Regions from separate parts of the Mus musculus genome. Here all the other regions are linked to region 2. The links are chromatin contacts, called in public ChIA-PET and HiChIP or PLAC-seq maps. All regions are on one chromosome and are shown on one strand. Each heading gives the region's core, a stretch centred on a gene start, on an enhancer-like site or on the middle of the called end of the contact. The rest is flanking DNA. Distances are from core to core; before and after follow the strand shown. Region 1 has its middle 31 kb from the start of Gm31869. Region 2 holds the start of Cenpl (centromere protein L). Region 3 overlaps Gm31925 (a long non-coding RNA gene). Region 4 has its middle 60 kb from the start of Gm31869.

Evidence for each region. ChIA-PET counts read pairs in DNA pulled down with a chosen protein or histone mark. HiChIP or PLAC-seq counts read pairs in DNA pulled down with a chosen protein or histone mark.
Region 1: an H3K4me3 HiChIP or PLAC-seq map of the SCID.adh cell line shows a contact between it and region 2, with 5 times the contacts expected there. The contact joins the enhancer-like site here to the promoter of Cenpl in region 2. A contact is called at or near these places in 6 of 39 promoter capture datasets (the 3T3-L1 cell line, cranial neural crest, frontonasal cranial neural crest and 3 more), 1 of 15 datasets of contacts at CTCF or cohesin (pro-B cells), 7 of 484 Hi-C or Micro-C datasets (Th1 cells, cerebral cortex, embryonic fibroblasts and 4 more), 9 of 115 datasets of contacts at active chromatin or transcription factors (the SCID.adh cell line, craniofacial prominence, effector CD8 T cells and 6 more) and 3 of 9 other capture datasets (adipose tissue, embryonic stem cells and macrophages).
Region 3: a contact with region 2 is called in an RNA polymerase II ChIA-PET map of memory CD8 T cells, with 7 read pairs. The contact joins the enhancer-like site here to the promoter of Cenpl in region 2. A contact is called at or near these places in 2 of 115 datasets of contacts at active chromatin or transcription factors (effector CD8 T cells and memory CD8 T cells) and 1 of 9 other capture datasets (liver).
Region 4: an RNA polymerase II ChIA-PET map of memory CD8 T cells shows a contact between it and region 2, with 10 read pairs. The contact joins the enhancer-like site here to the promoter of Cenpl in region 2. A contact is called at or near these places in 2 of 39 promoter capture datasets (cranial neural crest and second pharyngeal arch cranial neural crest), 6 of 115 datasets of contacts at active chromatin or transcription factors (astrocytes, effector CD8 T cells, embryonic limb bud and 3 more) and 1 of 9 other capture datasets (adipose tissue).

What each region holds. Positions count from the first base shown.
Region 1 is chr1:161,733,512-161,738,590 of GRCm38.p6, forward strand. No RefSeq gene overlaps it. Among named protein-coding and RNA genes, the nearest start is that of Gm31869, 31 kb to the right of the region's middle. Within about 2 kb of position 2,135, at least 158 of the 459 cell types and tissues checked have an H3K27ac peak or open chromatin away from gene starts, as enhancers often do. A contact at or near this core is called in the SCID.adh cell line, Th1 cells, adipose tissue and 5 more, where this site is marked.
Region 2 is chr1:161,066,888-161,072,147 of GRCm38.p6, forward strand. It overlaps Cenpl (centromere protein L), which reads left to right and starts at 3,880. Exons shown (of 5, transcript NM_001159930.2): 1 at 3,880-4,469. It overlaps Dars2 (aspartyl-tRNA synthetase 2 (mitochondrial)), which reads right to left and starts at 3,773. Exons shown (of 17, transcript NM_172644.4): 1 at 3,106-3,773; 2 at 2,193-2,292. The coding sequence starts at 3,229.
Region 3 is chr1:161,905,731-161,910,796 of GRCm38.p6, forward strand. All of the region lies in intron 2 of Gm31925 (a long non-coding RNA gene), which reads left to right. Among named protein-coding and RNA genes, the nearest start is that of Gm31925, 12 kb to the left of the region's middle. Within about 2 kb of position 1,536, at least 46 of the 459 cell types and tissues checked have an H3K27ac peak or open chromatin away from gene starts, as enhancers often do. A contact at or near this core is called in effector CD8 T cells and memory CD8 T cells, where this site is marked.
Region 4 is chr1:161,705,118-161,710,589 of GRCm38.p6, forward strand. No RefSeq gene overlaps it. Among named protein-coding and RNA genes, the nearest start is that of Gm31869, 60 kb to the right of the region's middle. Within about 2 kb of position 2,129, at least 16 of the 459 cell types and tissues checked have an H3K27ac peak or open chromatin away from gene starts, as enhancers often do. A contact at or near this core is called in effector CD8 T cells and memory CD8 T cells, where this site is marked.

The DNA of each region.
Region 1 (5,079 bases), core at 885-3,384, 660 kb after region 2:
GTGTGTGTGTGTAATCATGAATATTTTGAAAACCGTATTTCAATATAACTGGCTCCTTTGTAACCCTGCACTTTGCTCTCTATGAGGCACTGTTCTGAGGAAAGGTTTTTGAGCTTCATCCCATTACCAACAGCTCCTCGTCAGCTTGACATAGTTTCAGTGAGTAGATTTTTCTAGAATTTTCTAGCCATTTGGTCACTTCTCACAGTGACTCTAGACTCTCCCCAGCAAGTCCATACCTGTAATCTAGACTTCATGCCACACCTGGTAATCAAGACTCCCACCAAGACTCCCACCTAAAACAACACGCACCGGGTGCTTATACAATGTGAGTTTGACACCTTATAGAAAGAGGTTTACGGAGCTACCACCTGCCGGATCTCGCACGGCACAGCGGTTTCGTATGTCCCTCTGCTAAACCTAGTGTGCTCCAGCATATGCTACTGTGTAGTTCCTAAGGACTGCCAGTGACAGGCCAAGTACCTGAAAGTAGTGGGAAATTCTCCTTTGTGAGGTAGGAGCAAGTTTTATACCCTTACAAAATGCAGAAGTCTTGAATAGCTGAGTGGTTAATTACTGTCTCCTCTCCCCCACCCCCCAACCTGGCTGCTCTTTGTCTCTTTCTCTCTTGCCTTCCAACATAGACTCTGCAAGGCATAGGCAGCAAAGATTCGTCAGGGCTGGATTGATGGAGAGTATGATCTCTTGCTCCTTCTCAGCATCAGGTGGGTTTAACTCTTAAAGAAAGAACCACAGTCTGCCCGAGGTGGTCCTGCCATGACTCAGACTCCAAGGAGCGATGTTAAATTGAAATTCTAGAACAGACATGCAAATAGGTTTCCTCTTGAGTGCCCAGCATCCCTGTGTCACCCGTGGGAGTCGCTGGCCGAAACGTAGAATGAGAAGAATCTCAACAAGAAGAAATGCCACAGTGAACTGACAGTGCTCATCGAGGCTATGAAGGTGACGACATACGTCACAACGTGTCATTTACATGCTTGAGGAAAGCATAGCAGCTGCCAGAGGAGGTGCCACCTACGTATTTTCATGAAAAAAAAAAATCACTGGAAGGGGAACCATGAAAGAAAGCTAGACCCCAAGAAACCTTCTGTTTACTGGCTGGCTCTTCACACTCAATGGGCCTCGAAGATGTCACCCGTTCTGGTCAAATGGCTCAGTATCATGAGCTTTCTAATAGGCAAGAGACTTAAAAGCATAATGACAACAACTAACCCACTTGGAAACGCCCTTGTCATGACTAGCTGATCAAATGAAACTCTGAGTCCTTTTCTAGACCGCATCAACAGTGTCACTCACGATGGGCAAAAAGATCTCAACAGTTCACCTTAAAAAAAAAAAAAAAATTACCCATAAGACCCAGAAACCAGCGACTGCTCTAACGCAAGCACTCCGGCACCGGTGGCCTCAGCTGCTTCGTCTTTCTAGTCATAGTGCCCTTTTGAGCAAGGGTCACTCTTACTCCTAAGAGGAAAGTCGATCTGACTCACTTTCAGAAACTGAAAGCACACTGTGTCCACAAGAGCCGGGACGCTTACTGTAAAACCACAAAACCACATCAGAATTCTTCAGCTGCTCAGGAAGGAAAAGAGTCAGTGGGCCGAAAAAAAACCTCATCCAGACTTCTCCACACTTCGCCCTCCAGAGGACTCACGGGCTTTGCTAAGAGACTGGGAGCCAAGAACAGATTTCCGCAGCCAGTGTAGACTGGGCCTCCGGCTTCTGTTACTGAAAACAGGAGACAATGGCCCAAGGCTCCTTCGGGAAGCAGCACAGCTTTGGTTTTATTGACTCTTCCCTCTTTCTTGTCATTTTCTTCCCCAAATATCCATCCCAGGTCTAAATGTCTGTTACTCAGTTAGTTTGTGCTAGCTGGTATGCCGAGATTAAGAGTGGGACTTTGCTCTGGATCGGGTTCTTTCAGGATTCCAATAGGATGCTTTAATAATTTTATTCTATGGTTGTGTGGAGAACAAACCCAGGCTGACACTTTCATTGGTGAGGTAGCAGGAATCATTGACATTAACAAGAAGGATAACGGATTCCTCTTGACTATCCACCCCTCTTCCCTCAACCCTTCCGGTCCACGACTCAGGGGGCAAAATCCGAATCTTGTGATTTCACGGTTTTCTGCTGCCACCTGGTGATGGCTTACAACCAAGCAGTGGTTCTCAATCTTCCTAATGCTGAGACCCTTTTACACAGTTCTTCACACTATGGTGACCACCTCCCAGCCATGAGTGTATTTCGTCGCTATTTCATAAATGTAATTTTGCTACTGTTGTGAATTGTAATGTAAATGCCTGATATGTAGGGTATCCGTGACCCCCCCCCAAGGGGTCGTGACCCACAGGTTGAGAACTAGAGTTTCCGCAGCCTGAATTTCTGCCATCCTCAGGCTGGCACACGGGGAAGACAAAATGGAAGATCCCAGACCACTCTATAAGCACCCTGAACCCCCAGAGGAAGCCTGGTGGCAAGATTATAGGATAACCCTCACCTCTTTTCTCTCTCCTGTGTCTGCTTAGCCCAGGTAGTTACTACAGATGGAGGACGGGTGATAGAGGAGAGCCCAACTCTTCCCCATGCACCTCTAGAGAGACCGCAGAGGAAATCAGAAAAGAAAAGGTCTGGACCTCTAGAAGAACTACAGCAAACTCACTGAGGTCGGAGCAGCAGAAGTCACATTCTGTCCCTGTAATTCTGTCTAGAGTTGGTTTTGAGAAGTGAATCCAGGGCAGGTTGGTGGTAGACAACTATAATCCCAACCCTCAGGAGGCTGAGCCCAAAGGATTGTGAGCAAGCTTACGCTTCATCTCAAGACTCTATCTAGGAAGAAAAGAGCAAGAGTACAGTGTCAAAGAAACATGGGGGCCAGTGAGGTGGCTCTTGGCTCTGTGGGTAAAGGCACTTGGCGCCAAGCCAGATAACCTATCTGATTCCTCAAACCCTCATGGTAGGAAGATAGAACTGACTTCTCCAAGTTTCAAATGCACACCAGGGGACAACACACACACATATAAAAAGATAGATAAGCAAATTTAATTTTAAAAAAATTTTAAAGACATAACCGATTACTTTGTACTTACATTAGGACATATTTTAATATAATCTCCCAAGTGAGTGAGTATTATAATTAGCTAAGTGTATAATTGTGCATATCATTTGTGGGATGAAATGTAGTGTTTTGATCCATGTAAGTATTGTAGAAAGACTCAGTTAACTGATGCTTTATCATCATCCTACCTTGTAGGATGGCCCTTACCTGCTCTTCCATCTTCTGCCTCTCTCAAGCCCCATTGCTTGCTACAGAGTTTAGATATGTAAAAACTGGTCCTTTAGCACATTTGAAACACACAGTACATCCCTACTCAAAGGTTTCCTCTATTTATCTTTAGATTTTAATCACCCTCCTTCTCCCACCTCGATAGACCCTTAATAAAGTGTCTTGCCTATAATAGGTTATCCCAAAATGCGGCTTTTATTTTTGGAGGGTTTCTAGATGGGCATTGGCTTCTACTGCCATCTACTGACAGAAATTAGAAGTACGCCTAGAGGTCATTCTAAACCTACCCACTCTTGCCTAGTTTTACTTCTTTCCTGTATTTTAATTTTTCATTTATTATTATTTTTATTCAATTGTTCATTTACTCAACTAACAAAACTAACTAAAAGTTTTTTTAGTAGCAGACTTACAGAGCAGCACAGCAGTGTTGAGTAGGATGGAAGAAGTCGACCATAAATGAACAAAACAAGGATTTGGGGTGGTATTAGGGCAATTCTGTAACTTGATTGTGGTGTAATTCTATAACTACGCATTTGCCAATATTCAGAACAGCATATACACGGAGGGAATTTTATTGTATGCAAAGACAAACGTGAGTGGAGAAAGTGTGGTGCACATAATTACATTTACTGAGGCTTCCAGTTATTAGAAACTATTTGGAGGGACTTGAACATCATCAAATAAAATAATCTTGTTTGGATACATGGCCACTACAGTCTGTCTCACCTCTGAAATTACCTTTTGATATATTTGTTATAAAGGCTCCATGTGGGAAAACACAGCAAACTCATTGGTGGTTTACTTCTTCCTTTACTGATAACAATGATAAAATCACCACTTTGGATAAAGTAACTACAGCATTGCTGTTAAGAGAGCTATGTATCCATTGTGCAGAGCGGAGCCTGTGTGATTACATGCCAAGGGAACGAGACAGGTGCTCCCAATGGGCTTAGTTCCTGCTGTAGAACTTTTCCAAAGGTTATCTGAGGAATCCTTTCTTTTATCTGAACAAAATTTGCAGAGGATATGAAAATGTCCTTCTGACAAAGCATCATGTGATCCAAAAACTACTACATATTTGTGGGATCTTGAAATAGAATAAGTCACAATGCATGTGTAGCTTTTACATAATTGTAACAAGCTTCAATTAGAATCCAGTATGAAAAATAAGTGTGTGTTGGATATACTTTCAGTCATAAATCAATCATTACTGTGTTTACTCAAGGGCAAGCAGTACCTCCCAGTGTAAAGCACTTGCTACACAGGTCTGAGTTCCAGAGTTGAGATATGGAGAAATTATGTGAAAACCAAGTAGGTTTGGAGATCATCTATAATCACACTTGAAAGATAGAGACGGGGGTTTCCTTAGGGAAGGGTGCCAGTTATATCTGCAATATTTGGCCACCTCTAGGTTCAGCAAGAGACTCTAACTCAGTAAATAAATTAGAGACAGAGAAAAGAAGACACAGACATCAACTTTGGGTCTTCAAAGCAAACACACATACATACCACATGCCTTAGTTAGGGTTTCTATTGCTGTGAGCAGACACCATGACCAAGGTAACTTTTATAAAAGACAACAGTTATTTGGGGCTGGCTTACAGGTTCAAAGGTTCAGTCCATTATCATCAAGGTGGGAGCATAGCAGCATCCAGGCAGGCATGGCTCAGGGGGAGTTAAGAGTTCTACATCTTGATCCAAAGGCTGCCAGAAAAAGACTGTCTCCCACGCAGCTAGGAGGAGGATCTCAAAGCCCACCCCCACAGTGACACATT
Region 2 (5,260 bases), core at 2,630-5,129:
AGAATAACTAACAATTAGATTGCTGGAAACTTATAATAACTGATAAATGTAGACACGTCTTTAATCCCAGCACGCAGGTGGCAGAGGCAGGTAGACTTCTGTGGGTTCTAGGCCAGCCTGATCCATACAGTTAATTTTAGGCCAAACACTGTAAGACTCTGTCTTCAAACAAAACAAAAGGCTGCTGTTGTATGGAGTATGTGGAGTCCTTGCAGAGAAAAAGTCTAAATTACAAGGTTTCAACCCAAGTCAGTGAGCTACATTAATCAGCTCAACATAAAAAAAAGAGCAAATCCAGGGCTGGAGAGATGGCTCAGCGGTTAAGAGCATTGACTGCTTTTCCAGAGGTCCTGAGTTCAATTCTCAGCAACTACATGGTGGCTCATAACCATCTGTAATGGGATCTGATGCCCTCTTCTGGTGTGTCTGAAGACCATGACAATTTACTCATATACATAAAATAAAATAAATCTTTAAAAAGAAAAAAGAGCAAAGCTGTGTGGGGCTTCTGGGAGCAAGCCCTACCTTACTTCTATTTGCCTATTCTTTCCTATGTCCATAATCACAAGAATGGAAGACATTCCATCAGTAAGCTACTATTAGTTAAGAAAATAAAAATATTTTTCACTGGCTTAAGTCCTCACAAGAAAATTTTATTAATTTTGTAAACTTTTCTTTCACATAGTATAATCCAAAGATAATACTGTAGAGAATTAGAAACATTTGATTGGGCATATTCCTCCCTAAATAGAAAGAGATAATATACAATTTTTAAAAAGATTTATTTATTATATGTAAATACACTGTAGCTGTCTTTAGACACATCAGAAGAGGGCATTAGATCTCATTATGGATGGTTGTGAGTCACCATGTGGTTGCTGGGATTTGAACTCAGGACCTTTGGAACAGCAGTCAGTGTTCTTAACTGTTGAGCCATCTCTCCAGCCCTCTTCTTTTTTTAAAAAGATTTATTTATTTATTATATGTAAGTACACTGTAGCTGTCTTCAGACACTCCAGAAGAGGGAGTCAGATCTTGTTACAGATGGTTGTGAGCCACCATGTGGTTGCTGGGATTTGAACTCAGGACCTTCAGAAGAGTAGTCAGTGCTCTTAACCGCTAAGCCATCTCTCCAGCCCTCTTCTTTATTTCAAATAGTTTATTTATAAAGGGAAAACCAGGGCTGGAAAGGTGGCTCAGAGACTTAGAGTGCTTCTTGCTCTTCTAGAGGTCCCAGCTTTAATTCCCAGCACCCAGATGGCAGCTCACAACTGTTGGTAACTCTAGTTTCATGGAATTAGACACCCTTTTCAGGCCTCCATAGGCATCAGATATGCATACAACCAAACATACATACAGGTAAACTACCCATAGACATAAAATAAACATAAATACCAAGGGAAAGAGAAGCGACCACCAATGTGCGTTCTCTAGGCCTTTTGGAAAGCAAAGAGGCATTCCTTTGTGACTCTACAAGGATGATACTGCAGACATTAAGGGAAAGAATACAGTTTAAAAAAAATGCTCCAAGAACGTTACTATGGCAAAGCTGTAAGAGTCTACACTGTCACTCAGCACAATGTCGACGGTTATATACAAGCAGTTTAAGAACATGATTCTTGTCAAGACAATTAATGTTTGCATCCAGCATGCTGAACACTCTAAGAGCCAAGGTAGCGTCTTTCATGTGACAAACATCAACCCACATTTTGAACTTCTTTAGAGAGTTAATATGCTAGTATGCTTCAGAACAGAAGAGAGGAGCAATAAGAAACACAGCAATGAATGGGCTTTGAGCCTAATGGATGACTGCTCCCAGTTTTAAGCTTTTTTTTACTTACATTTTGAATGAAGTAAACTTGTTTTCCTATGCTTCTGCAGCTTCATAGCTGCCTCACAGAATCCTAGTCTATTCCCACTTACTGCTTATGAGTTTTGTAAACTCTGCTCAGGATTATTTCAGTCCTCCGGTGGGTCACGTTTTATCGTTATTCCCTTTAACCGATATTAGTACTTACTGGGAATAACACTATTAGACTTTTTCAAAACAAAACAGAACGGAAAAGGCAGTGACTTCCGAGAAATTACAAAAGTGGCAAATATTATTCTCTGCCTGGATAAAAACTAGCAAAGGTTGGAACTATTTGGGAAAACGACCTCCATGTATTCCTGAACCATTTTCTTCAGTTTACCTGCGGTACTGAATCCATCCACACAGAGTGACTTCTTGGCCTAAGTGGGACGAACGCAACTCTCCACATGTGTTGGTCCGAGCAACAAAGCTACTGAATTCTTTAAGAAGAGAAGGAAAAAGCACTTTAAAAGGCATCAGTAAGAATGTTTGTAGTTTTCTTTAAAAATACTCTCCATTCATGATGTATCAGCTCTTTCAGGTCAATGGGTGAAGTTGTAAAAATTTTAAATTAGATGTGTGTGTGTGTGTTTATGTGTGCGTACCCACAGGTATGTGGGCTCACATGCCACGGTGCCCCTGTGGAAGTCAGAGGACAACTTGTTGGATTCTGTTCTCTTCTTCCATTCACAGTGTGAGTTTTGGGAGTCAACTCTGGTACTCAGGCTTGGCAGGAAGTGCCTGAAGCCACTGAGCCATCTTGTAGGTCTGATGTAGTTTATAAAATAGCCTAGATTATACAATATCCCTATTGTGTTTACCTGCACAAGTGTCAAGGCCCAAGCAAATAACTGCCCCAAAGGAAAATTTTGCCTTCTGTTTAAAAATCTAAACCTTGTACATAAACTAGCACTTGAAGGGACATAAAATGGTAGCTGTCCATTTTGGTAAGTGACATATAATTTTAGAAATTACCTGCTTGACAGTGCAGTTAGTATTTAACTTTAGTACAAGTATAGTTTATAACAATCATTTGTAAATCAATAAACTATTAGAAAAGATTTTATTTAAATTATTACTTTAGTTTTTCTACTAATAGTATACACTACACAGGCTATCTACTTTTTTTTTATAATCAAGGGGGGGACCTTAATTATAACTAATCAAGAGAATGAATGACCTGGTATTAAAATGCAGTTAGAATCAGGGAAACAAGCTGTCAAAAACAGGCGGAAGCTCGTAGCTGCCTTCACCTGGAATTCTTTGTGAACTCAACGCCAGATTTCTGGAAAGAGAACCCCAGATTGGCCGCATGGTCTTCCCGATGGGTCTGGATAAACCCCTGCATAGACGACTTAACCAAAAACCAAGATACATGTTGAAGTCCCGGGATCCGGAGAGACAATCACGAATCCCACGCTGCAGGTGTGGTGGTGCTCAAAACTCGGTTTTCGGAATACCTGGGAACCCTTAAAATTCTAGTTCCCACGCAAATGCATCCAGACCCTGCTCCGCTGAACGTTCTAGTATCTACAAAGTAGATTGACCTGCAAGGTCTCCAGAGACCTTAGGTGAGTGGGTAGGGGGAAAGCCTTTGCTTCCTTCAGTGCATCAGTTCCCACTTTAATTAAACAAGGCTGAGCCCCGAAGATGCCTCAACAGCAGCGCCAGTGCCAGAGCGCCCCAGCCGGAAGGCCGGCCACCAGGCGCGCGTCCTCCCTTTATTCCCACGTATCTCGAAGGTGACCAGGGCATAAGCAGAAATATAAGGAGGTGCAGCCTCGTGTTTCAACTTTCCCAAACCTGGCGGCCCATCCTGGATTTTCCTGAAAGGTGAAGACGAACAAATCCAAACAGCTCTGAGGTTCAAACCCAGACACAAACCACATCCACAAGCCAGTCCCTCTGACGCCCGGCGAGCGCCAAAGTTACGCAAGGATTCCGGCCAATCAGGACGAGGGCGCCTCCGCCATGTTTATTGTGGGCGGCAGTATGCGGGAAAGTTTCGCACCGGTTGGAAAACGGAAGAACAACGCGGCGCAATAGGGGATTGGGAATTTGAGGCTATTGATTGAAGCCTTCCAAGCCTTGCCCTCAGTTAAAATGACGACTTCAGTTGCTTTCAGTTACGTGAAATCGGAGGGCCACAGGCGAGGCTTTCCGAGTCGGCCGCAGGGCAAGTCGGGAAATGATTTTAAACTGGAGGGCGTGGCGTGTGTGGAAAAGCGCCTAGACGAGCGGAACTTTCAAGTCTACCTTTGATCCCCGGAGAGCTCCGGAGAAGGGTCTTTGGGGACTCCCTGTTTTTCGTGGGCCGGCGCCAGCTTCCGAAGAGCGAGGATCATAGAGCCGGGCAGCTTGGGAAGCCGAGCTGTCTCTCCCGGGGGAAGTCGCAGGTCTTGCTCGAGCCTGAGGGAAGCTAGGTTCACTCCAGGACTCCTGATGTCTCTTCTGAACTCACCGGGGATTGCTTCGGTTCTCTCTTAAGCAGTCATTTTGGCCACTTTCTTCTTCTTAAAAAACCAAAACCTTTCGTCTCGACGTAGTCTTGGAGCAAAACTTGAAGGATGATTCGTGAATCCGGAGTGGATGACAGTGTCTTTACGACATAGTTTTGGTAAGAGCTTTTGGGTCCTCGACTGGCCGTGTACTGCATTTCTTTCTGTTGTGTGACTGTTGTCTTTGCAATGCTTTTGTGTATTTAAGATGTGTACAAACGGAAGCTAACGTCAACGTGAGCGTTAGTATGGGAGCAGTGGGTTGACTTTTGTGGCAATATTGCAGTGACTAACTCAGGGACTTTCTTCATGGACTAACCACAAGAAAAACTACTGAGTTTTAGTTGTGTGTTAGGAACTGAGTACAAGAGAATTTGATGAGAGATATAGTTCCGTGGATACTAGAAAGAGGCTGATAGGACCCTTTGCCACGGGCATAAGAGTCAAAGGAGGCGAAGAATTGAGAAATTCGTAGAACCTTTCCCTCCAGTCACCTGGCAACATAGCAGCGTACTTACTAATAGGGTCGTTTGAGGAGTGAACAGTAGTACCAGATATGTCCCAGGACTAGGGAGGCTGAGGCAAGAGAATTGCCGTGAGTTCTAGGCCAACCTGGGCTACACAGAGAGACTGTCACTCGATATAAACAAAACACCCCCAAACAAAAGAATATTCGTTAAAGGCTTAATCTTTGTTAAGTGCTTACAAACATGCCTGAAAAGTAATGTATACTTAGCAGTTATTGTACTAGTTAGCCTACTTTAAAGAAAGATTCTGTATAAACAGAACTGATGAAGACTCCTATCTAAATAGCAAACAAGTGGGGAGAAGAACGGGAGGAGGTGGTGGCAGAGGGAAGACGCTGCCTTCTGAAGGAAAGTTCAGTTGATGGAAGATTTTTAACAGAGGG
Region 3 (5,066 bases), core at 286-2,785, 840 kb after region 2:
TCTGTATTGGAATGGAAATCTATTTTAATATGTAGGTATCATTTGGTTCTGTCTTTGTTGTTAAACAAATCTTTAAAAAAAAAAAACTTGATTTAATTTTAGGCATCATGAGAAACACTCTAGACACTAAAAAAGAACATAAAACCAGTCCATTTTCCCAAGGGATGAGATAATAACATGACTAAATCTATCATACTTAATTGCCTGCAAGAGATAAATACTTAGAGGTCAACAGGATGGCTCAATGTCCTTAAGCATCTGCCATCAACCTCAGTGAGATGAACTCGGTCTCTGGTGCCCCACGTGTTGGAAGAGAAGTGACTCCCACAGGTTGTCTTCTGACTGCCACACATGAACAGTGGCATTTGAGCCACTCCTACATAGAATAACTAAATAAATAAAATATAATTTAAAAGTGTTTTTAAAAGAGTTAAACAATAAGAATGGGGGCCCTCTGTACATGTTTACAAGAAAAATTGACTTTAGAAGAAACCTAAATAGAGTGAGTTCATTTCAGACCAAGTGCCCAACTTGGCTCATTACAGGGAAGTAGAATCAAAAAATGTCACTGCCTTTGATTAGGTGAATATACTGCTGCCTCTCTCTTCTTGTCTCACAAAATGCCTGAGATGAAAAATATATAACAAAAATATGAATTGAGGGCCAGGAGAGATGACTTAGGAGCTCAGAGTACTTGCTGCTCTTGTCCTTGAACCCAAGTTCAATGACCAGCACCCATATGGTAGCTCACAACGCTCCATAACTGCAGTTATAGAGGAATCCAGTACCCTCTTCTGAGTTCCAAAGGCATTGCATACATGTGGCACACTTACATATATAAAGGCAAAATACTTACACACATAAAACATAAAAATTTAAAAAATCTTTACAAAGAAATACCAGTCGAGACCCTTAAAATAAATAACACCCCCAACACACACGCACTGTGCAAGTATATGATTTTGACATTATTACTTGATAAGCTTATCATAGAAAACTCATGCTTGGAGAATCTTGCTGGTTATTTTGACATTAATTTCTGGCCAACATCTCCTTCCTTAATTTCTCTCTGTACGAACAGGTAATCGAGATACCCACCAATTCATGGAACCTCTAGTTCACTTTAAGACCGGAGTATCCTGACCTTTGATTATGTGATTATGTTAAAGCCCTGGCACAGTCTTCCTCTTTCTCTTCCTCCACTTTTCCTATTCTTAAAGAGATAGGTGACTTTCCTCTTTCCTACTCAGCGAACATCATCCACAAACAACTGTTGAAGACCTACATCTACTCAAACACTGCCGGGAGACAGCTGTTGGAAAGATTACCACCCATGCTTTTAAGGAGGACATGGGCTAATTCTTAATTCAATTCCTAACTTTTTGATGGAGACATACAAGCACACTTTAAAATATAATTGTGTCAATTTTTAAACATATGCACATAGACATTTCATACTGTAATATTACATGTGGTATGCTTTCTTCTGGTATCTTCTCTTTCATTTTCAATGATGCAGCATGTGACTCACTGCCGTCACTTCACAGTCAAGTACTGTGTCTTGACTTACGGTTTGGAAAACACTCTTGCTGAAATACGAGCAGTCATGTAAATGAGTAATTACATGACAACTGTACTTTCTATTGTTCATTGAAGTATCTATGGGACTCACATTACCTAGTTGGTGAAAGGTTTTGTGGTGGTAGAAACCATGATCTGTATCTCTCAGTATTCTTTCTCTACTCCGCACACATCCCTGGTGTAGTGTCTTGTATAGAAAATATAATGAGTAGATAATTGTTGATAACAGCCATATATTGTCATTGAATATGTTAATTGAGGGCTCTGAGAAATAGATCTTAGGGTTAGTGTGTTTAGGGAGATTTATGAGAGTCAAAGCCAGTGGGATGGGATACAGAAGAAGGTAGAGAGAGCATGCAGACTATGACTGCAGGCTTAACAACCGAGAAGGGGCAGAAGAAGAGAAAGAGAAAGAAGTGAGAAAGATCTTTGAACTGGAAGGAACACAGTTATGGTAAAGCCCCAGTCTAACTGACAGGCTGCTCTCAAGCCAGACTCTTATGGGGCAAGTACTTCACCTTACTTGGAATGCATCTGCCTTAATAGTCTCTACATGGCTCATCAGTGGCTGGGAACTGCTTGCAAGCCTGAGCATGCACATGCAAGGGAATCCTGAGAGCAGCAGTAGAGTTAAAATCTCTGTAGAGGTCTTGGTATGTGCTCAGGGCCACCACAGCATAACAGTGCTCTTCTTACAGACTAAGTTTCCTTTTAAGGTTAGAGCAAGTTGGTTAAAAATAAACAACAAGACGGATGCACCGTGTTCCTGCTTTGACCTTGTTCTGGTCCCCCACCCCCATCCCTCCTAGGCTGTAGAATCAAGTCTCCTTTGTCCTTTCTGCCCCAGGAGAAGCTTTAGGATACTATTATTCCAGTTAGTGTCCCACAGGGATGAGAAGAGGGTGAATGTTCTAGAAAATAAGTAAAGGGTGACCCATGAAAAAAACTGCTGACACCAGCAAGTGTCTGGGGAGAGTACTGTAGCTTCAATTGTAAATGCCTCACAGAGGCCTGTTTGTTAAAAGGCCTGGTCTCCAGAGTGGTAGTGATTGTGAGACATTGAAAAATGGGGTCTAATGAGAGGCCTTGAGGTCACAGAGGGATGTATCCCTGGGCAGGATAAAGGACTCCAGACCCTTCTACAACACTTTTGCTTCCTGGCAATGAGATGAGTAGTTTTGCTCTGGTGTGTGTTCTACCCCATGCTATAGTGCTTCACCAGAGACCAATAAACTACAGGACCACCGAGATAACTTTCCACACTGATTATTTCAGGCATCTGCTGTAGTAATAAAAAGCCCATTAATATAAGAGTTTGAATCTTGGGCTGAAGAGATGGCTCAGCTGTTAAGAGCACTGACTATTCTTCCGAAGGTCCTGAGTTCAAATCCCAGCAACTACGTGGTAGCTCACAACCATCCATAATGAGATCTGATGCCCTCTTCTGGTGTGTCTGAAAATAGCTGCAGTGTACTTAGATATAATAATAAATAAATCCTTTAAAGAGAGAGAGAGACAGAGACAGAGAGACAGAGAGAGACAGAGAGAGTTTGAATCTTAATATACCCACACCCAGAAACTTGTAAGTCATTCCTTATTAGTGACTCAGTTCTTCCCTTCCCCTCCCCCACACTGAAATTCACTGATGCCCATAAGGCAAATTTTGACACTTGCTAGGAGTCTCAACTCATGCTTTAATCCAAATGCCACAATCAATTAAGACAACCAGCCAACCAAACAATCTTTCTTATTTTTAACAGTCTGTGGAGCTAATGGAATAAACTGGGTACAAATTTATTCCTTGTGTTCTTTTTGTCTAACGTCTCAGGGGTAGAGTTGCCCATTGGGTCATCGCCGGAACACTCTGTGATGGGTGCTCAGGTAGAGAAGGGAGGATCCCAACCTACTGGTAACCACATACATCTCTTAATGAGATCACCGTCACTGTGCTTAGCTAAGCATAACCGCAGAGAGCTGCGGCTATGGCTGCTTGTTAGTTAGAGGAGCCCTTTTGCCTTTTGTGGCTGGATAGGTCACAGCACTACCTGGTTCAAACCTAGTTCTTTTCCCTATTCACAAGGAACTGTTCAAAGGACTGTCAGTGAGATTGATAACGTTCTGTTTGTTCAACGTTTGCCTTAGCAGGAGGCCAAAGGCTTACTCAAGTGTTCTATTAGGAATTCTCACAGCAGGCATTTGAAAGACTAGTTCAGCTACTGTGGAGAAAGATGTCTGTGGCCACCAGCTGTCTGTTGCTGTGACAAAACACCGGGGGAAATACCTGCTTTAACACGGGGATGCTTTGTTTTGTCTCATGATTTCAGGGTTTTCAGTGCATGATTACTTGGCCCAGAAGCTCTGGGCCTCAAGTGAGGTAGGGTGTCATGGTAGAAGCATATGATGAGGTCAGAGCCTGTGGTGGTTTGAATATGCTTAGCCCAGGAAGTAAAACTATTAGGAGGTGTGGTGGCCTTGTTGGAGGAAGTGTGGGTGGGCTTTGAGACCCTCCTCCTAGCTGCCTAAAGACAGTCTGTTCCTGGCTTCCTTTCAATGAAGATGTAGAATTCTCAGCTCCTCCAGCATCTGGACACTGTCATGTGTCTTGTCATGATGATAACGGACTGAACCTCTAAACCTGTAAGCTGAGCCCAATTAAATGTTGTTCTTTTTAAGAGTTGCCTTGGTCATGGTATCTCTTCACGGTAATGGAAACCCTAAAACAGAGCCCGTGTGATCTAGCTACTTCCCAAAGGCCCTACCTCTGAACACTATATTGGGGACCACACCTTCAAGACAAAAGCTGTAGGAATCACTTGAGGTCTCAACACAGCAGTCTTACAAGTAAAGAACAACTCAATCACAATGTTCTACCTGTGTTGAGACTGTTCCCCTCTCTCCAGTTCCCTAAATGCAGCAGTCTCTGGCTGCATTGTGTTCAGCCTCAGAAACACTGGCCAGTGCTAGGCTTTGCCTCGGGTCATTTTGAAGCTGTCAGCCTGAAAAAGAACCCATACTTCAAGTTGATTTTGATAGAGAATGACTCACATACTCCCACTATCTCAGTTCAAGAGTCAGAACTGAAAGGAGGCATACCCCATGCATCACTGCTCTCGTAATAGAGCACCTTTGTGGACCTTAGACTTCAGAAGAAAAGCTGATCTTTGGGATGGAGGTACAGCTTGTCCAGAGTGGAAAGATGATCTAAAATACCTCTCTCCCACCTACCTTTATTTCCTTCAAGTTAGACAAGACCCTGTTTCACAGTAACTCAGGAAATCTATATGGATCTGTTTTAGTGCGATACAACTAAATCTCACAACTAAAAATCACCTAAGATTTACAGAAAATAAAATGACTTAGCATTAGTATGTTAAAGGGCTCTTATTCTATGTGTTCTCTCTCCGAAAGCTAATTTTCCAATTAGTAGCCATCAACATCCCCCTAAATAGTTCCAGATTTCCATTAGACCATTTCCATATTACACA
Region 4 (5,472 bases), core at 879-3,378, 640 kb after region 2:
ATTATTCAAAACAGCACATATTGCGTGGTTTGGGTGTTTTCTTCTGTTCTTTGTTGCTCTCATTTTGCCTTTGTGAATCGCAAGGCTTCTGCACAGAAGAAAGCAAAACTGTGGCTCCCAAGCAGCTAGAAGCTGTATTACCAGACTCTCACTTATTTTGTCCCTAACAACTAGTGTTCATTTTTGACCTAGTCTGAGTCTGACCAGTCTTTATTTTCCATACACATGACCTGCTAATCCTCTCATTTTGGGTTCTCAGTTTAGTGACTCAGAAGTGATGTACATTTCTGTCCTTTCCCTCCTTTCTTGTGCTCATTGGCTCCCTGCTCAATCATTTAGCTCAACACATGATGCCCCAGAAACTCCCATTCTCTGTTTTCAGTTTCTTGTCTCCATTCACTCCATGGGACACCTAGAAACAAGCTGAGTATAGTCCTTACCTCCATCTAGGTTTATAAAAATCCTCAAGGAGAACACAGCTAGAGGGATTTGAGGCTAGCTGGTGATCTGGGTTTTTTGTTTGTTTTTGGTTTTGTGTTTGTTTTTTGTTTTATAATTGCTCTGTTTATGATGCAAGGAATCAAGACCCTTTATAACAAGGACCTCAAGTAACTGTTCTATTACAAGATTGACTCTCAGTGACTTTGACTGCAGAGCCAGTGCAATGCAGTCATACGGAGGTTTGAGTTCTGTACCCTCAGCAATTGGCATTACCCTGAAATGAAACCATCCAGGCTGAGAAAGAGTCTTAGAAGAATCCAGAACCTCCACACATAGCCATCTCTCCAAGGGCAGATGGGGCCATCTGTCTCCTTGACTGTGCCGTCACCATGCCTCACGCTTTTGGGAATCCCCACTTGCCTCTTGTTGATTCTCTTCAGTCCACCTCACTGCCATGGCTCTGTGCCTCCCGCTTTTGGACCCTCCTGAGTCTGTGTCTGTGCCACAGGACCTCCGCTCACCTCGGTCACCACCTAGGCACATGTCCCTTAGAACATCCCCAAATTTACATTCCACCCAGCCACTTCATTCTTCACACAGAGACTTTCCTTTCTCTGTGTCTCTCACGCAGTTATTTCCCTTTCTGCCTACTCTTAATCCTAAACTGCCATGGCCAATCCAGTGGGTCTGCCTACTTCCAGTTAATCCCCTTTGCTGTCACTCCCTTCCTCATGTGGCATTCTAAAGTATTAAAAGCATGGCATATCTTTCCTGGGCAACCTCCTTCATCCCCAGTGGATGAGACCATATCAAATATTTTGCTTGTAAATTCAGAATCCTGCATTAAACTTTTGGTCTGAGTGGCCTTTGGTTATTGAAGATTCTATAACCACACATGGTTCAGCCACAAGTGGACTGTTTCCTCGATAGACTTCTCCTGAAAGGCAATGTGACTTTGGTGTCACTTTGGGTGTAGGCTGCTTTCTCCTAAGAGTCAAGAGCTTCCCTGTTTTAAAAACCTAAGCAGAAGAACCAAAAATAAAGTGTTGCGTGGCTATCTTCCACTACTGGGGATATTCTAAGAAAATATAGGTTCAAAGGCAGAAATACCACAAGTTTGAGGCCAGCGTAGTCTACATAGTAAATTTTAAGCCAGCCAATGCCATATAGTGAGACTACTTAAAAACGTGTGTGTGTGTGTGTGTGTGTGTGTGTGTGTGAGAGAGAGAGAGAGAGAGAGAGAGAGAGAGAGAGAGAGAGAGAGAATTATCTGATGTATAGCTTATGATAATATGTTACCTAAGTTATTTTAAAGGATTCAAAGACACATTATATTGACAACACTGATTCTTGATTTAGCATGAAGATGTTCAATGGGCAACTGAAATGAGATTAAATTTTTTAGCATCTCTACTTTCATACTTTGTGTCTCCTTGACTCTCTAAACCTTTAGAGACCAGATTATTACACAGGTTTTTTTTTTTTTAATTTAGACATGTTGGTAACTTAATAATTTGAATTTTTTGGAGCCATAATATGGTCAAATTGACTAGGTCTCATCTTCTCATCTGGTTTCTCTTCTTCTCCAAGAAAGAAAAAAAAAGAAAAGAAAAACCACTCAAGACAGGAAACAGCAGACCATAAAAGGGGTGGTAACACTTGAGTTCCTGGAAGATCTCAACATACTTCAAGAAAAGGTCTGCCAAGTTCTGCCCCTATTCACGCTGGCCACTCCCTTGTTATTCTCTCGCTGTTCCTGAGAGTCCGTAACAACTTGGAGCCAACACCCTGCTTTGCCAATGCTTTCCCTCTTCTCTATCCTTTGGCACTGTTGATACTTTGTGCACTGTTGATACTCACTGTTCAGCTTTAGTTTCATTAGCTTCATGACAACAAAAGGAAAAAGAGTCCACTTTAGGGGCTTCTCCTACCAAAGGGAACCATCAAACCATCCATAAAACTCTTTGGCCATCAAATCCTATAGACATTGTTACTATCCAATTGGACTGATTTATTGCATATGTATTATTAGCTATACACCTGGTATCAATCTAAGTGCTTTGGATACAGCATTGAATTAAATAGACAAAGCCTCATGCCCATGACACTTACATTTAATGATGAGAACACTCAACGCTGAATTGTGTTCTTCCATATATGTTGAAATCATAACCCTCAGCACATAACATAACTGTGTTTGGAGATAGGGTTTTTAAAAAGACAAGACAAAATGCCTCTAGAATGGACCCTAATCCAGTATTGCTGGTATCTTTATAAGAAAAGAAAATATAGACTCAACTACAGAGGGAAGACATTAAGAAGATAGGGAAAAGTTAGCTGTCCACACTTCAAGGAGAGACATCAGAGACAACCCAAGCCTGCCAACACATTAATATTCAGCTTTCAACTCCCAAAGTATGGGAAATTTAATTTCTGTTATTTAGCCTGTCTGTAGTATTTTGTTGTGTCATCCCCGGAAAGTAAATTTTTAAAAAAATCTTTTTTTCTTTTTTAATGTTTTAAAGAAAAGAAAATTAAAGAAGGTAAAAAATGATAAGAAAAAAGATGAGGCACGAACAAGTGATAAGCAGGACAGGGAGCAGCCCACCATGTTCTAGAACATACTCTTCACAAGGAGGAAGAATGTGGGGAGAAAAAGGAGACAGAAAAAGAAGTTGAGAGTGGGTATTCCCAAGGTTTCCTGGGTAAAGCCAGAGAGTTGGTCTTTCTGTCAGTGCTTCTACCTCACTTTTAACACTGATTAACACTTTTTATCAAATAATTCTGGGATGTAAAGGGCTGCTCTGTGAGTTACAGGGCTTTAGTAGACTCCATGAACCCTACCCAGGAGACACCGACAGAGACCTGGCTCTTCCGTGCTACTTCACTATAGCAATATTTGTTGCCACCAAGCAGTCACCTGGACACAAAAAAGCCTCTGCTTTGGAATTCATGCCACAGATGAAGCAGCGAACCACTGAAATGGTCATTGGGCAATCACATGGTTCCAATTGTGGTCTCTGTTAAATATAACAAGATGAATTGGGTCAGAGGAGAAGTGACAAAATCTAGGCAAGTTGCTAAAAAAGGAAAAAGAAGAAATACAGGTGCAGGGCTCAGTAGCCTGTGTCCTGTGTAAGGGCAGGGCGGGATGAGTCACAGATATCCTTTAGTTAAGTGTTTTAAACACTCCGTGAATAGTACTGGGAAGAAGAAGCAGGTCTGGGAGATGTCAGAGCATCATTTGTTCTTTTGTAAACATAGAATTGTCTTTTTAAAAACTACTATCCCATACAGGAGAGATGTCAGTAAGAGATGCATATGTAAATTCAGTGCCCTAAAGAAACATTAGAACCAGAGATAAAAAGTTGAGTGTCCTCATCTGGAGATGGCACTTAAGACCAAAGAATTGGATCACATCACCTAAGGATAGCATTAAAAGAGTGATAGTAACTTTCTTCACCTGCTTCTTTGATGAATTAACAGTACATAGTCTTTGGCCAGTTTTTCCTATTTGGAATTTTTTCCATTTCTGTCACACAGGGGATTACTTTAATGCTATGAAGATCAGTAGTCTAGCTAATAGAAAAGCCAAACCATTTATCCTGGTGTGGATCCTACACTGTATAGCATGCCTTTTTTAAAATCCTGATCCTCTGAAACTATAGGACTGCACATAATCCCCACAGGATGGGCCTAATCTCTGGCCCCAATTCTCCTCAAGGCTGAAACTCTCAGTAAATCCAGAGTAGCCCATCTTACTAACTGAGGTCTCTCTAGACTAATGGAAGCTCAACCATACTATAGACTTACTGAGGTGAAGCCAGCCTGGTTTTCCTAAGTCAAGAGCAGGGGCATTAAGTCTGCCAAGATGACAAGAATTCCTGCCCAGTTGGCTGCCCCATATTTCACCAAAAGGAAGACAAGGAGAGCTGGGACCTCTATAAATCAGTCACTTTAGCTATCAGCAGCCATTGTACAAAAAAAAAAAGAAAAAAAGAGGAGAGTATACACTTCTTGTCTAGTTCACAGTCAGCACAGGAGGAAAAACCCTGAGGTCTGGTCATATTTCTTTGATTCTTTGTGGTGTCATGGATCAAACCATTACCCTCTTAAATACTAGACAAGCACCCTTCCACTGAATTTCAACCCCTCATTTCTGCTTTTAATGTCTACCTTACCTTCTGAGAACAGGACCCATCCCAGAGAATAACAGACTCTTAAGCATAGATTAACTATCCCTCCCTTAGTAGGAAGTATATGTGAAGTGGGAAGAAACAAGAAAATGTCCCTTGGGTGCTTCCCAGAAAGGATGGAAGGAGAGATGGGGCTTCCCTTTCATGTGAACGAGGGAGAAACGAGATTTCCCATCAGAATCCACATGACTTTTCCATTATTAATTTCAGAAACCAGCATGCTTTCATGCTTGTTACTAGTAAGCCACATGCAAGCATCTTCACTTCATTTTTCAGAAGGATTGGTGCTCCATGATAGGCTGAGGGCAATGGATTTGGGAGAGGTTTAGAGCATCTTGAGATGGACATTTCTCTGAACTAAGTGTAACTGGCTATTTAAAGGGCACTTCTGCAAATGATACAGGTCCTAAGAATTTAGTCAAGTTAGACTGATCGGACCTATTTTGTTCATTGACAATTGCATCCAGAGTAGCAACAAACCAGCAAAAAAACATCTGGTCCACAACCTTGCAATGTGAGAAGGAGCTGAGTATTAAGATATAAAGTTTGTTTCCTTCTTTAAGAAGTAGCCAAAACTTAGGATACCCAAGATATAAGATACAATTTGCTAAACGCATGAAACTCAAGAAGAATGAAGACCAAAGTGTGGACACTGTGCCTCTTCTTAGAATTGGGAACAAAACACCCATGGAAGGAATTACAGAGAAAAAGTTTGGAGCTGTGATGAAAGGATGGACCATTTAGAGACTGCCATATCCAGTGATCCACCCCATAATCAGCTTCCAAATGCTAACACCATTGCATACACTAGCAAGATTTTGCTGAAAGGACCCAG